Linked DNA regions of Drosophila melanogaster: region 1 is linked to region 2. Evidence: chromatin contacts called from public Hi-C data. All regions are on one chromosome and are shown on one strand. The core of a region is the stretch at or near the end of the contact, and the rest is flanking DNA. Distances in the headings are between cores, read along the strand shown. Region 1 holds the start of PhKgamma (Phosphorylase kinase gamma). Region 2 holds the start of Kap3 (Kinesin associated protein 3).

What was found. Hi-C and Micro-C count contacts between places; a contact is called where the count stands out from the background.
Region 1: a contact with region 2 is called in a Hi-C map of the Kc167 cell line, with 1.7 times the contacts expected there. The contact joins the promoter of PhKgamma here to the promoter of Kap3 in region 2. A contact is called at or near these places in 14 of 107 Hi-C or Micro-C datasets (the Kc167 cell line, the S2 cell line, brain and 3 more).

What each region holds. Positions count from the first base shown.
Region 1 is chrX:11,690,562-11,696,838 of dm6, forward strand. PhKgamma (Phosphorylase kinase gamma) reads left to right here and starts at 4,576. Exons shown (of 11, transcript NM_167297.3): 1 at 4,576-4,718; 2 at 5,263-5,750; 3 at 5,842-5,979. The coding sequence starts at 5,888. It overlaps bif (bifocal), which reads left to right. Exons shown (of 6, transcript NM_167295.3): 6 at 2,986-4,179. The coding sequence ends at 3,377.
Region 2 is chrX:11,338,370-11,344,167 of dm6, forward strand. Kap3 (Kinesin associated protein 3) reads right to left here and starts at 1,715. Exons shown (of 10, transcript NM_001103480.2): 1 at 1,369-1,715; 2 at 845-1,041; 3 at 303-420. The coding sequence starts at 879. It overlaps CG34348, which reads left to right and starts at 1,504. Exons shown (of 4, transcript NM_001103484.3): 1 at 1,504-2,128; 2 at 2,238-2,376; 3 at 4,877-5,543; 4 at 5,607-5,798. The coding sequence starts at 2,083. The coding sequence ends at 5,726.

The DNA of each region.
Region 1 (6,277 bases), core at 3,326-5,825, 360 kb after region 2:
CCTTGGTGCTCAGTTTCGCCGGCTGACCAGGCGCATCAGGTGGGTGCAGCCATCAGCTAGCAGCAGCCCCTTCCAATGCCCCGTTTACCGATCCCCGATTCACCTGCTCTTCTATATACATACGCTATGTCACAGCTCTCAACGAACCAAAAGCTAAACCCAAGCCACCGAGTTCTCCAAATAGCAAACCATCGTGCTACGGTCTTTTCTGGCTGAAAGGCTTTCAATTTCGCCTCACGCATATTTGCAGATTACCCAAGTTTAGGGAGGGGTATTATCTTGCCACAGTCGCCACAACAGCAGTCAACGCAGCAGCAGGAGCAGCCAGAACCTGCAATAGCCACATCGGCAACAGTGGCAGGATTAGCAGTGGCAATGGCAACCGAAGTGGAAATCGAGCCACCACTACCAGCACCACCAGTCACAGTCGCCAAGCGCCCGCAGCTCCCGGCGAAGCCAGCACAGCAGCAGCAACAACAGGCGGCGCGTAGGGCCAGGCCATCGGTGCTGCTTAAGCCGCAGTACGCCTGCTTCCTTCAGCACGACGATGATGCACCCAAATCCCAGCCAACTGCTGCTGGACGACCGCGCAAGGCAGCCTCGTTTTCATTGGGCAATCAACGGCAATCGAAGGAGCAGCAGCAACATCATCATCATTACCAGCCACAGCATCAGCAGAGTAAATATGAACGCAACGATTGCAGTAGGAGTCGGGGCAGTTGCGAGAGTCCAGCTCCAGAACACCAGCAGCGACGTCGTCGGCCTAGTCTGCCGTCGTCGCTGGCTTTGTCCAATGCCAGCTCGGCCCTGCTCCAGGCACGCATTCCAGGCACCACGCTCTACTATGTCTGATGGCCACCCGATATGAAAAGCATTAGACTCCAAACTCCAGATAACCAGATATCCAGATAACCAGATACTCCAACTCCGAACCGATTTGAAACCGCCAGCGAAACGTAGGCATTGCCCAAGCTTTACTATATGTTTACAACTAGGCTAAAGAACACCCATCATCCCTTGGATACCTCTTGGTGACCCCGTTCCGCTCCCAAAAAAAAAAAAAAACAAAAATATATATTGGTTTGATGGCCGCTAAACTGTAAAGTGTAACCCTGTGCATATCCGACTCACTCCAAAACAAATAACTCAATGCGGAAACCAGGAACACCAAACCCGAACACACCAATCACAACACACACAAGAAAACAAACACTGGGGCAACCGGACACTCGAAACACACGTTTAATCGATTCATAGATGCGATTCACGATGCTTCCCGATGTCGATGCACTGCCGCCGTTAATCGTTTATGCGATGCTCTGGATAACAATCAACAGTAATTCGCGAATTAGCGAGCGAAGAATACGCGAAGGATGATGGATTTTAGAACTAACCTAAATGATGGATAATGCTGGTGTCCCCATGTTTCACTAAAACCAAACCATGTTCCTATGACTGCTGCTTGATAATGCCCTGCTCCCCCGTCTGTATTCATTATCCACAACCTTAGGTATAAGATGCTCCATAGTCTTTAGCAACCATTATATGATAGTTTACCTAGTAAATCGTATGCCAATCATCAGATTGAACTGTACTATGCCCACCCAGCCCATGTGGAAGTTAAAGATTATTGTAGAAAACTATTTAGGTCACCTATAAATGTTGGCAACGCCTAAGAATTAAGCTAACTACTCAGCTAGAGATCGCAGAAACCGAAACAATTGCGATAATTGATAACTAAGTGTTCATGGCAAATTTTGGGGTGTAACTAAACGTTTAATAAACGAAAAGTAAAGCAACTAAAGCTGCAGACAAATCAAAGAACCTTTATGTAGCGGCTAATTTCGACATGTGTTCGGTGTAAACCAAACAAAAACGAATCACAGAACACTAGTTAGTGACTATTTTCATTTCAGTTACGTACTTAAGTATATATATTTGTGCACCCGTGTGAGTTGGCGTTAGTTATGTGTTATGTGCTTATGTATGTTTGCTTTGTTTGGCTCAGTTCGGTTTGGTATGCAGTTGTGGGGCATGTATTGAATTGCAATTTGCGATTTGAAATTGTAGCCATGTAGTTACGCTAACCTACCTTCTCGCCCCCGCTGTTTCACGCCACCCAAATGGTTTTTCATTTCAACAACAACCTTTTGTTAAAGTCACCGCTGTCGCTTTGTTTGTTTGCTATTTGTTTACTTCTATTTCTATTTTTTGTTCATACCAATTTCTTTTTGCAGATATTATTTAAATGTAACAGAATACATAAGCAAAGCGTTGAAATAATATCTATTGTATACCAAAACCAAAAATATCTATGATAACAAACAAGCAAAGGCAATTAAACCGATCCGTAAACTGAATAACCGATTAATAACTGCAGCCGCTCAACCCGAACCGCAATAAATAACTATCAAGTAAAGAATAGAACAACTTAACAATGAAAAATGCAATATTCAATATGCGAAATGACAAATGCCTAATGCCAAATGCCAATCCAAATAACCCAATAACCGATTCAAGTGCGAGAACAGAAATGCCACACCTCTAACCCAGTGCACTTGCTCTGTCTGCTCCGCTGGGCAATCAAACTAATCGCCAATTCATATTATTATTAAGGTAACTAACCCAGATTAGAACAGACACTCGAACACACGCACACACCAGCCACCAACACCACTTGGCACATCCTAGTCATATCATCAACTTCCATCGCTCATCTCCACTTCCATTTCTTTATCCACTGGTCATGTTTCGTTTTCATTTGCTTGAAAAGATCCAGGCGAGATCCTCCTTTATCCACAACACCGTCACCTCATCTCGATTATATATACATATAAATATATATATATATGTTCTGAAATATATATTTCCCAACTCGGAGCCACCTTATTTATCATTGTACTAACCCCAAATCCTTGGAAGGATTTAAACCCACTTGAAATAAAGATATACAGTCGATTAATCTCGTTCTACACATAATTGCAGGCTCCACGGCTCTGGGCTTCTACACGCCCATGAAGGGCACGGCGATGGACAACCTATTCCAGCTGGGTGTCACCCGATACGCCCTGCCCGAGAGCAGCAGCAGTGGGAGCAGCAATGGCAGCCACAGTCCAGGCAGCAACGGGAGCAGTCCAGCCGGAGCTGCGGGCAGCCGGTTGATGTTCAACGGGAATGGCAGCATTATGGGCATCGGCGAGGGACTGATCAAGGAGGGCGACTTGGCGGCAACGGAAGCAGGACCTGGAACTGCAGATGGAGCAGGTGCCTCCAAGAAGGGTTCAGCTGTGGACGAGGATGATTACCATCTGACGGCGACGCCGGGCGCCGAAGTTGTGTACAGCGAGGGTACACAGAAAACGGATTTGCTATATTAGGTCGTCCTGCCAGCCAAAAAACCGGAGCGTCTAGCTCTTTTTCTACCGGTTTCCACCAAACTCCAAACCTTCCGAGCATAACAACCTACCACATCCTGATCGTTCCCCTAATTGAAAAGCGTGCACTTAGGTGAAATATCAACTTCGGTTAGACGCGAAAACAGTAACGAAGGAAAGAAAAATAAAAACAACAAGGCAACGTAAACCAAGTATGGCAAGAAATCCATAAAGATACGTATATAAATAGATATTATTTGTAAGTTTGTAAGCCTAGAGATCCGATGTGTATGTGTACAACAGCAAGCGTGTGTGTCTGTCTTCTTTATAAATATATATATATGGTTTTTTTTTTTTGATAAATTAATAATTATATTATTGTAATGTATCTACATACGGCACTGAATGAACAACTTTGCTGCTGCAATTGTATTTGTATTTGTATTGTGTATTCCATTTACGGCATTTTGATAGTAAATATACAACAACAACAAATCAACGTATTTCCGACTGCATCCCGAAGGTTACTGAAACCTTAATCCACGAAGTACGCGACGAGCGGTTAGTCCCGCCCGAGTATTAACTTAATGGATTCTAACGATCCGATCTTGTGACCCATCATCATCCCTTTTCGCGACCCTTCCAAAACGAAAATGAAGAACATTCTAAGCTCCGCTTGCCCATTCAGCGGAAGAAAGCAAAGGAAAATGTAACATTTGCCTCATAATTATTATATACATTTAGCGCTTATTGAATATTTTTTACAATTGTATTCCGTAAATAAATATAAAATACATCAACATCTAGTCGCGTGTTTTAAGTTAAAGGAAGTTAAGGCCAAAGCAAAATGTTAGCAACAGTTTTTGTTAAAAGTTAACATATATAATAATGGTAATTTAAATATTCAAATCTATGAAGTGACTTATTTTATAAGTCCACTTATGTTTGTTATATTTAATTGGTATTTAGAAAAGGATTCATTTTAAATTAACACCGTTGAGGGTTCAATTTTGGTAGTGCGTCTTTGCTAACCATGCCGAGTGGGATCAAGTCCTTGCTAAGTTAGGATGTTGTCTTAGCTAACTGTGCCATCCCTGGTCGGGGTGTGTCTTAGCTAACAATTACGTGTCGATAGATATAATGCTATCGATATGACAGAGTGTCGGGAACAATCGATAGCATTACTTCGATATCGGTACTAGTGCCACCTCCAGTTTTGTGATTGTGTCAAAAATACAGGGTTTTATTGTTGCACTAGCAATTTAATCCGAGGAATATAAATTTTGTGTGGAGTTATGTTCGAGACGTCGTTGCCAGCGATTCAAGAGGCGAGCGGTCACACGTGTATGTGTTTCACTGGCGGTGCGGGCGCCAACTCCGCCAAAAAGCGTACTACTTTTAACCTTAGTTGACATTGAAATGTACCCGCTTAGTTGGATGTCCACGATGGTGCGTGTGTGTGCGTATATGTGTGCTATGCGGCGTCTGTGTGCGCGAGTGTGTGTGTGGGATTGCAAAGGAGGATGGGAGAAACGAGAGCAGAGCAAAAACAAAAACAAAAGGAACCTGCTGCACATAGTCGGTGCATGCGAGCGTGCTTATGTGTGTGTGCGTGCGTGCTAGCAAAACAACTGCAAGAAATCAGCAACAGTAGTAGAAGAAGAGAAGCTGTATCACTGATAAGGAGGCTAAACAACAACAAAAACAGCAACGATAATGTGCACCCTTTCGAAATGCAAACAAAACAAAGCGTTGTAGTTGTGTAATCATTCGTTGTGAACACACCACACACACACACACACACAACACTTGTTTAATAATACATTTTAATTCTATTATTTTTGATTTAATTTTTGCCTGTTATTCAAATCGATCTGTGTTTTTGCAGTTGGCATTCGTTATTAATTAAATCAGCCGCCAACAGCTGAGCGAGAGAGCAATCGAGAGCGACAGGAGAGGATCCACTTCCAATCGAATCGGGTGGAATCGAATAGCAGGGGCTTGGTAATTAAAAGGAAGACCGAACTGAACTGAACTAAACTGAAACGGAACGAAGCGAAGCGAAGCGCGGCGAGGCGGCAAGAAACGAAAAGAAAAGAACGAAAGTCGGCAGAGTCGGAAAGTCGGCAAGTCTGATTGTCGGCAAAGTCGCAAAGTCGGAGAGTCACAGTCTCAATCGCAGTCGGCGAGAGATTCCACTCGTGTCGCACGTCCGTTCGTTTCCACATTGTCGTTATAAAAATAGCAACGCCTTAAACGATCGCATCAACCTCATCAACAGAACACCACCAGAAATCACCGCCCCCTCCTACGCCTCAATCGCCATCGCCACCGCATCCCATCCCCATCATCTTCATTAGCAGGCAGCCTGACAGAGTAACTAACTGATCTTGATTGCGACCATAATCACCGTCATCATCATGTAATCCTTCACTAACCAATTGATTTCCGCTCGTCCACCAAATAGATTCCAAACTGCCGTTTCGGCAGCCGGCAAGATTTCACGAAATCTAATGGCCAAGGACGAGGAGGATGATCTGCTGCCCGACAAGGATGCGGCCAAGGGCTTCTATGCCAAATACGAGCCCAAGGAGATTCTGGGCAGGTAAGAATCGAACTACACTTGCCGTGATCTCAAACCTCTTATTAAATCCTTTTAAATTCAGTTGAAGTATTATTGATCCTGCACTTAACCATTCAAATACGTTTCTTTCTATTTACTTTGCGTAGTTAATTTTGCAAATTTAAGATCATAGAAACATTGATACTTGTATCCTCAGAAATCACTAGAACGTCCAAATATTGATTGTTTCTGCTTTCCCAACCTCTTACTGCCAAGTCTGCAGTAATGCAGTTTGGGCTAAATGGTGCCAAGTGAGTCAGCCTCATCAAGCTTCCATGGC
Region 2 (5,798 bases), core at 465-2,964:
AGTACTCATTCGGATGTTTTTGTAGAACAATGACTGCTAGTATTTAAACTAATAAGCAATATATGTATGTGTACACATCTAGATCAATTTTTCAACCTATTCGATTAAGGATCAACTTTGTTTCCTTTTTTTTTATGAACCTAACATAGTTAAGAACTAAGTTACAGATGTTCGCATATTGTTGTTATTATATTCTTTCCCTATCAACATCTTTGATACCAATAATGCTGGTCCTATTTTAATTTTCTAATATCTACTAGCATTTTCTCCCAGTGCAGCGATGTGTAACCGTGCGTTCTTACCTTCTTTTCCTCGATCATCGGATTGTTGGGCTCCCCGAAGACGGTGGCCTCCAGTTGGTAGTTGACAATCAGCGCCTTATCCGTGGGATGCGGTTCAATGGATCCGCCTTTCCACCTCCTTCGTTGTTTGTTTGTTTGTTGTTGTCGTTGCATTTGTTTTGGATTGAGAGCGAGACAAATTGTTGGATCAATCATAAATTATGCGGTTCAATGCGTAATGAGGTAATAGATTTTTCAATCCAATTCTTTTTTTGAGCCTGGCTTAACTTGTGCTTTTGTTTTAATAAAACGAACAAAAAAGTTAAGAACCCAACGAATAACGAATAACGATTAACGGTTGCAAATAACAAAAAACAAAAGGAGGAAGCGTGAACGCAAAGTGGAAAATCAATAGAGAGCGCCAGGTGATTGTGGCTCTCTTTCTGACGCATGACGAGTGCTTTAGCTATTTCTTTTGTTCTTCGGCCACTTGTACACCCACACATGAAAACAAACAAACACACACACGCACGCACGCACGATCTAATCCCATACATACGCACTTTTTTATAAACTTGGCGTCATCGTTTGTTTGCATTGCAGTTGTTGTTGCTGCTGCTGTCGGAGAGCGACTAGAATTTGTCAAATTGTTTATGGAAAGCACAGGCTCCTCTTCGGTGGGTGGCGGATGCGGGGGGTGGCGGTTTTGGTGGCGCGGAGTGGGGCTCCTTTGCAGCTGCTGCTCTCTTTGCGCTCTCTTCTGCTCGCACAGATCGCCGGCAATCGCATTTATTATGTAATAGACGTAGTGAATCACAATTGGCAGCAGCACCAGGCCCGAGATTATTTGGAAAATTAATAACAAAACAAATTGCATGCGATTGCAATGCGACTTCCGATTTAATGTCGATAAGTGCTAGTGCTGGCACAACTGTCTGCTCACTGGCGGTACTATCGATGGTGCCACGGCACCCGGCAATTACCGATAGCACTCAATCGATACAAACCAATAAGCGAATGTTCAAATTCAAGTTGGCGGTTGTATTCTAATTGGGAACTTGCCATTCATAATATGCAGTATACTAACAACTTTGTTTTTCCTCGAACTTCCTTGACCGGCTAGAAACAGGTGTGATTAGCCAAGAGAGCATCACTGTTCTGTTCTGGGTGCCAAGAACCAAAGTCTGGCAACGACTGCAGCCAGAACAGCTGGGCCGGCGTTGCCAGGTGCAAAGAACGTAGATGAGCAACAGAAAAGCAAACGAAATGGAATGAAGGAACAACAATAAAAGAATCGCTACTTTGTAGTATTATTAACCAAAAAAAAGCGCGGCGCGATCACAATGTTTCTGACTGCGAACGGTGTCGGTTGTCTCTACTGCGTGTGAGCCGAGTGGAGCGCAGCGCCGCGAATTGTTTACATTGTGCTAGGAAAATCACAACAAACAAACCAGCAAACAGTCTCGACTGACAATAACAATAACAATAGCAAATAACATGCAAATAAAATGCATTTCAAGCCGCGCAAATACTAAATACTGATTCAAATGAAACGCACTATACGATGACCATTTAAAAGAATCGCCAAGCAGGAGGAAGCGAAAAGAATTCGAAAAGCGCAAAGCGAGCCGAAGAAAGTGTACAAAATCAGGCCAAACCGATTTGTTTTTTTTTTTTTTTTTTTTGTTCTGTCGTATTTTCCCTTCTTTTTTCTACCGTTTTTTTTTGTGTTTTTGTTGTGGTGGGCGGTCGCTTCTCTTTTCGCGCAAGAACAACAAATGAGGTGGAGCAGCGCCTGACAATGGAATTTCTGGAGAACCTGTACAAAACGCTGCACTCCCTGTTGTGTGAGTAATATCGAATATTTGGCGCCCGATAAGGCGCACCGCTGACCTATGTACATACATACATACATAACAAATGCCCCTCCACCAACTGCATACCTTGTGATTCTAGCCTCCTACATCGATCTGGACTATTCGCTATGGCTATATCGCTTCCTCACCCCCCTGATTGTCACCTTTCTGCTGCCGCTGGTCTTCGTGGCCCTCATCTACATTTCGTTCCTGGTGCTATTCATCTACAAGCTGCACAGGTAAGCGAAATGGAAATGTTGGAAAGCTGCGTATAAGTTGGGTGGGAAATTGGAATTACAACAATTACAGTGTGCTTCGCGGGCTCAATTGCAACTGTTAATGAACTCTCTCATGCTGATCGCGCACTTTTGGAGCCAAGTTTCCCCCACTCACCCTTACCACGCACCCCTTCCCCCTTTGGCCGGCGTCTTCCGTCCCGCTCTGCACCTGTAATTAAAAGGGAACATAAAAAGAGATGGCGTTGTAAGGAAGGGGCGTAGAGTGGGAGAGAGTTGGGCAGCCAGTGTTGCCAACAAAAAAAGCTAGATAAAACAAAGCACGGGAATACAGTGGACACTCTATAAGGCAAACAGAAAACGTAATATAGTCCAATAAACTTAGTTTTCACTGTTTTTAAGGGAACTTATGATGCAGCTGTTTCCCAAAACGCTGAAATTAACATTTTGACAAACCGTGAATATGTGTTGAATCATCGAAATTATGGGCATTAAAAAAAGTGCTCAGCAATAATTGATCGTTTTCTGCAAATTAAGTAAATTAATACGATAAGCATAATCTACATGTGTTTCTAGCTCGAAAAAGTTTTTGAAACTAAAGCAATTACTTGAGTTCTTAGATTTCAGTTGTAAAAACTGCTGTTATCGATCTAAAAAAAAGGATTGATATGTGTACCAGATAGTAATATATTTGAATTATATTCATCTAGATAGTATATATAGTTGGAATATAGCCAAGTTGGGCTGCACTGACTACACTGACCCCTGAAGAACATTACACCCTCGACCATTGCACCGATACTGAAAATGAAAAGCCAAGTCGAACGGCAGGTGATCGACTCGGCCAACTTTTACTCGGCTTATAAATATACATATATGTATGTATATATACTCAAATATATACTTGAACTGGCCTGTGTTGGCGTGCTTCTATTTATTCTACATTTCCAACTCTCTAATGCCCAACCGGTTGGCCATGCTAATTAGCCGCGAAGCCCTAATGGCTAGAACTAAATTGGCCAGCGAATTCTGCAGCTCACGGGCTGGCTGCACACGGAGAAAAGTCGTTGCATTAGCTCGATTTCGATATCAGTTCCAAGTTCAAGAGGGCTAATAAATACATATGTACATATATTCGACTTCTGTTTGGTTAGGAATTTAGTACATGATTTCACGACGCTAATTCGTTGCTCAAACAAGATTATATTTTATGACGAACTTGGGCTTAAAAAATGCATTACAATCATATAATATATGTATATACACATTTCTATATGTTCTCAATGGATACATTTTATAAGAGAAATATTTTTATGATAATTTGCTTATTTAAAACATTCGTGCATGAAAAAGAAGTATAATATATATTATTATTATTATTTTAAGCTAAACTAGTGCAAAGATACAATTTGTAGTGCCCAATTTTACTATACTAGCTATGTTATACGCAGTGAAAAATGCCCTTCTTTTTGTGAGTACGATTCGATTAGAAACCAAAACACGCCAGGCATTGTATTGTTGAACCGACAGGCTTTACTGTACCGGTGGCTATCAGTGGACCACCCCCTCCCCTCTGCCGCTCTTTCCTCATGGGGATATGGGGCGTAATCACGGGAATTATGGAGCCACATTGAATCGAATGCAATTAGCTGTTGGAGCTCTTTTTGCCGCTGGTTCAATCGCTCCACTTGGACAAGTTCTGAGATAAAAACTTGACGATGCATAAACGATGTTCTCTCTTTTTTTTTAATGTGTCGTGCTTATCGCATGATAATTATCCCATCGTTTTAAGAGTTACGAAATTGCCCAACGGCGGCCTTGATATCCGTAGAAAGCAATGGCATTTAGAGATTAGCTACTTAAAACACCAAAGTAATGCAATATCTTTTATATATATTTATATATATATATATATATGTATATTATTAATTGCCTGAAATGACTGGGGATTCTTTGCGATTCCCCAGCGACATTGTTTTGGTCGCCAAGGGGCCAAAAGATTCGTGAATGAACTCTGTTATCAGCGGCCCACTAAACGCAGTTTTTTCTGCCAAGGTGAGCCGAATTCTGTTTATATAAATATGTGTTTATACATATGTACGTACATATATGCATGTATATTGATTTATAAGTTCTTTGATATGGAGAGACACGACCATCTTGTGCTGATAACACCTGCGGACAGGCAAACTAAATTTAAACATAATTATCAGTGCCCGCTTGTTCCGACAACGACTGCCAAATCAATTAGGCGAGCTGGCCGAAACCTGAATGACCTTCTCGAACTTTAGTTTTCGCCCTCGATCGGCTTTTAGAATATGGGAATAATATATTCCTGAAATATCAGGCATCTACTGTGTGCATTTGATACACGTATCACGCAGTTAACCAAGTGTTTATGCCAGGCCTTAAGTTCAGATACTTCAGATACCAAAAAACCAAAGATTTATATATTATATCATGCGTAATTGTTTAATATAGTTAACCACCTTGTATCTTCCAGGCAGGTAATAATGCGCGCCGTGCAGGGCGATCGCAATTTTTGGCGAGTGGGCCGCAAGATAGTGGCCGCCATTTGGGATGCACATGCTCGGATCTATCATGGCTACGAGGTGATCGGATTGGAGAATGTGCCACAGGAGGGACCGGCGCTGATTGTCTACTATCATGGCGCCATACCCATCGATATGTACTACTTGAATTCGCGAATGTTGCTGCAGCGCGAGCGTTTGATCTACACGATCGGCGATCGATTTCTGTTCAAGCTGCCCGGCTGGGGCACCATCTCTGAGGCATTCCACGTCAGTCCCGGCACGGTGCAGTCGTGCGTTAGCATTTTGCGGGATGGCAATCTGCTGGCCATTTCGCCGGGCGGCGTTTATGAGGCACAGTTCGGTGATCACTACTACGAGCTGTTGTGGCGCAATCGTGTCGGTTTCGCCAAGGTGGCCATCGAGGCAAAGGCGCCCATCATTCCCTGCTTTACGCAGAATCTGCGCGAGGGCTTCCGTCAGGTGGGCATCTTTCGGACGTTCTTCATGCGACTGTACAATAAGGTGCGCATACCGGTGTATCCCATCTACGGTGGCTTTCCCGTCAAGTTTCGGACGTATCTGGGCAAGCCTATACCCTACGATGAGAACCTAACCCCGCAGGATCTGCAAATCAAGGTGACTCTCGGTTCATATACATCTATTGCCTGGCTAATGCGCTGCTCTTTTAACTTTGTGCAGGTGGCTACGGCTATCGAGGATCTGATCAATCAACACCAGCGACTGCCCGGCAGCATCCTGCTGGCTCTGCTGGATCGACTGCCCACGTTTAGGCGACGCGTACGGCGGAAGGAGGAGTGATCCATGATCGTTTAGCGCATAGAGAGATTAACAGATTGAGCTTGGTCCTGGCCATACAAAACAGACTTTGTT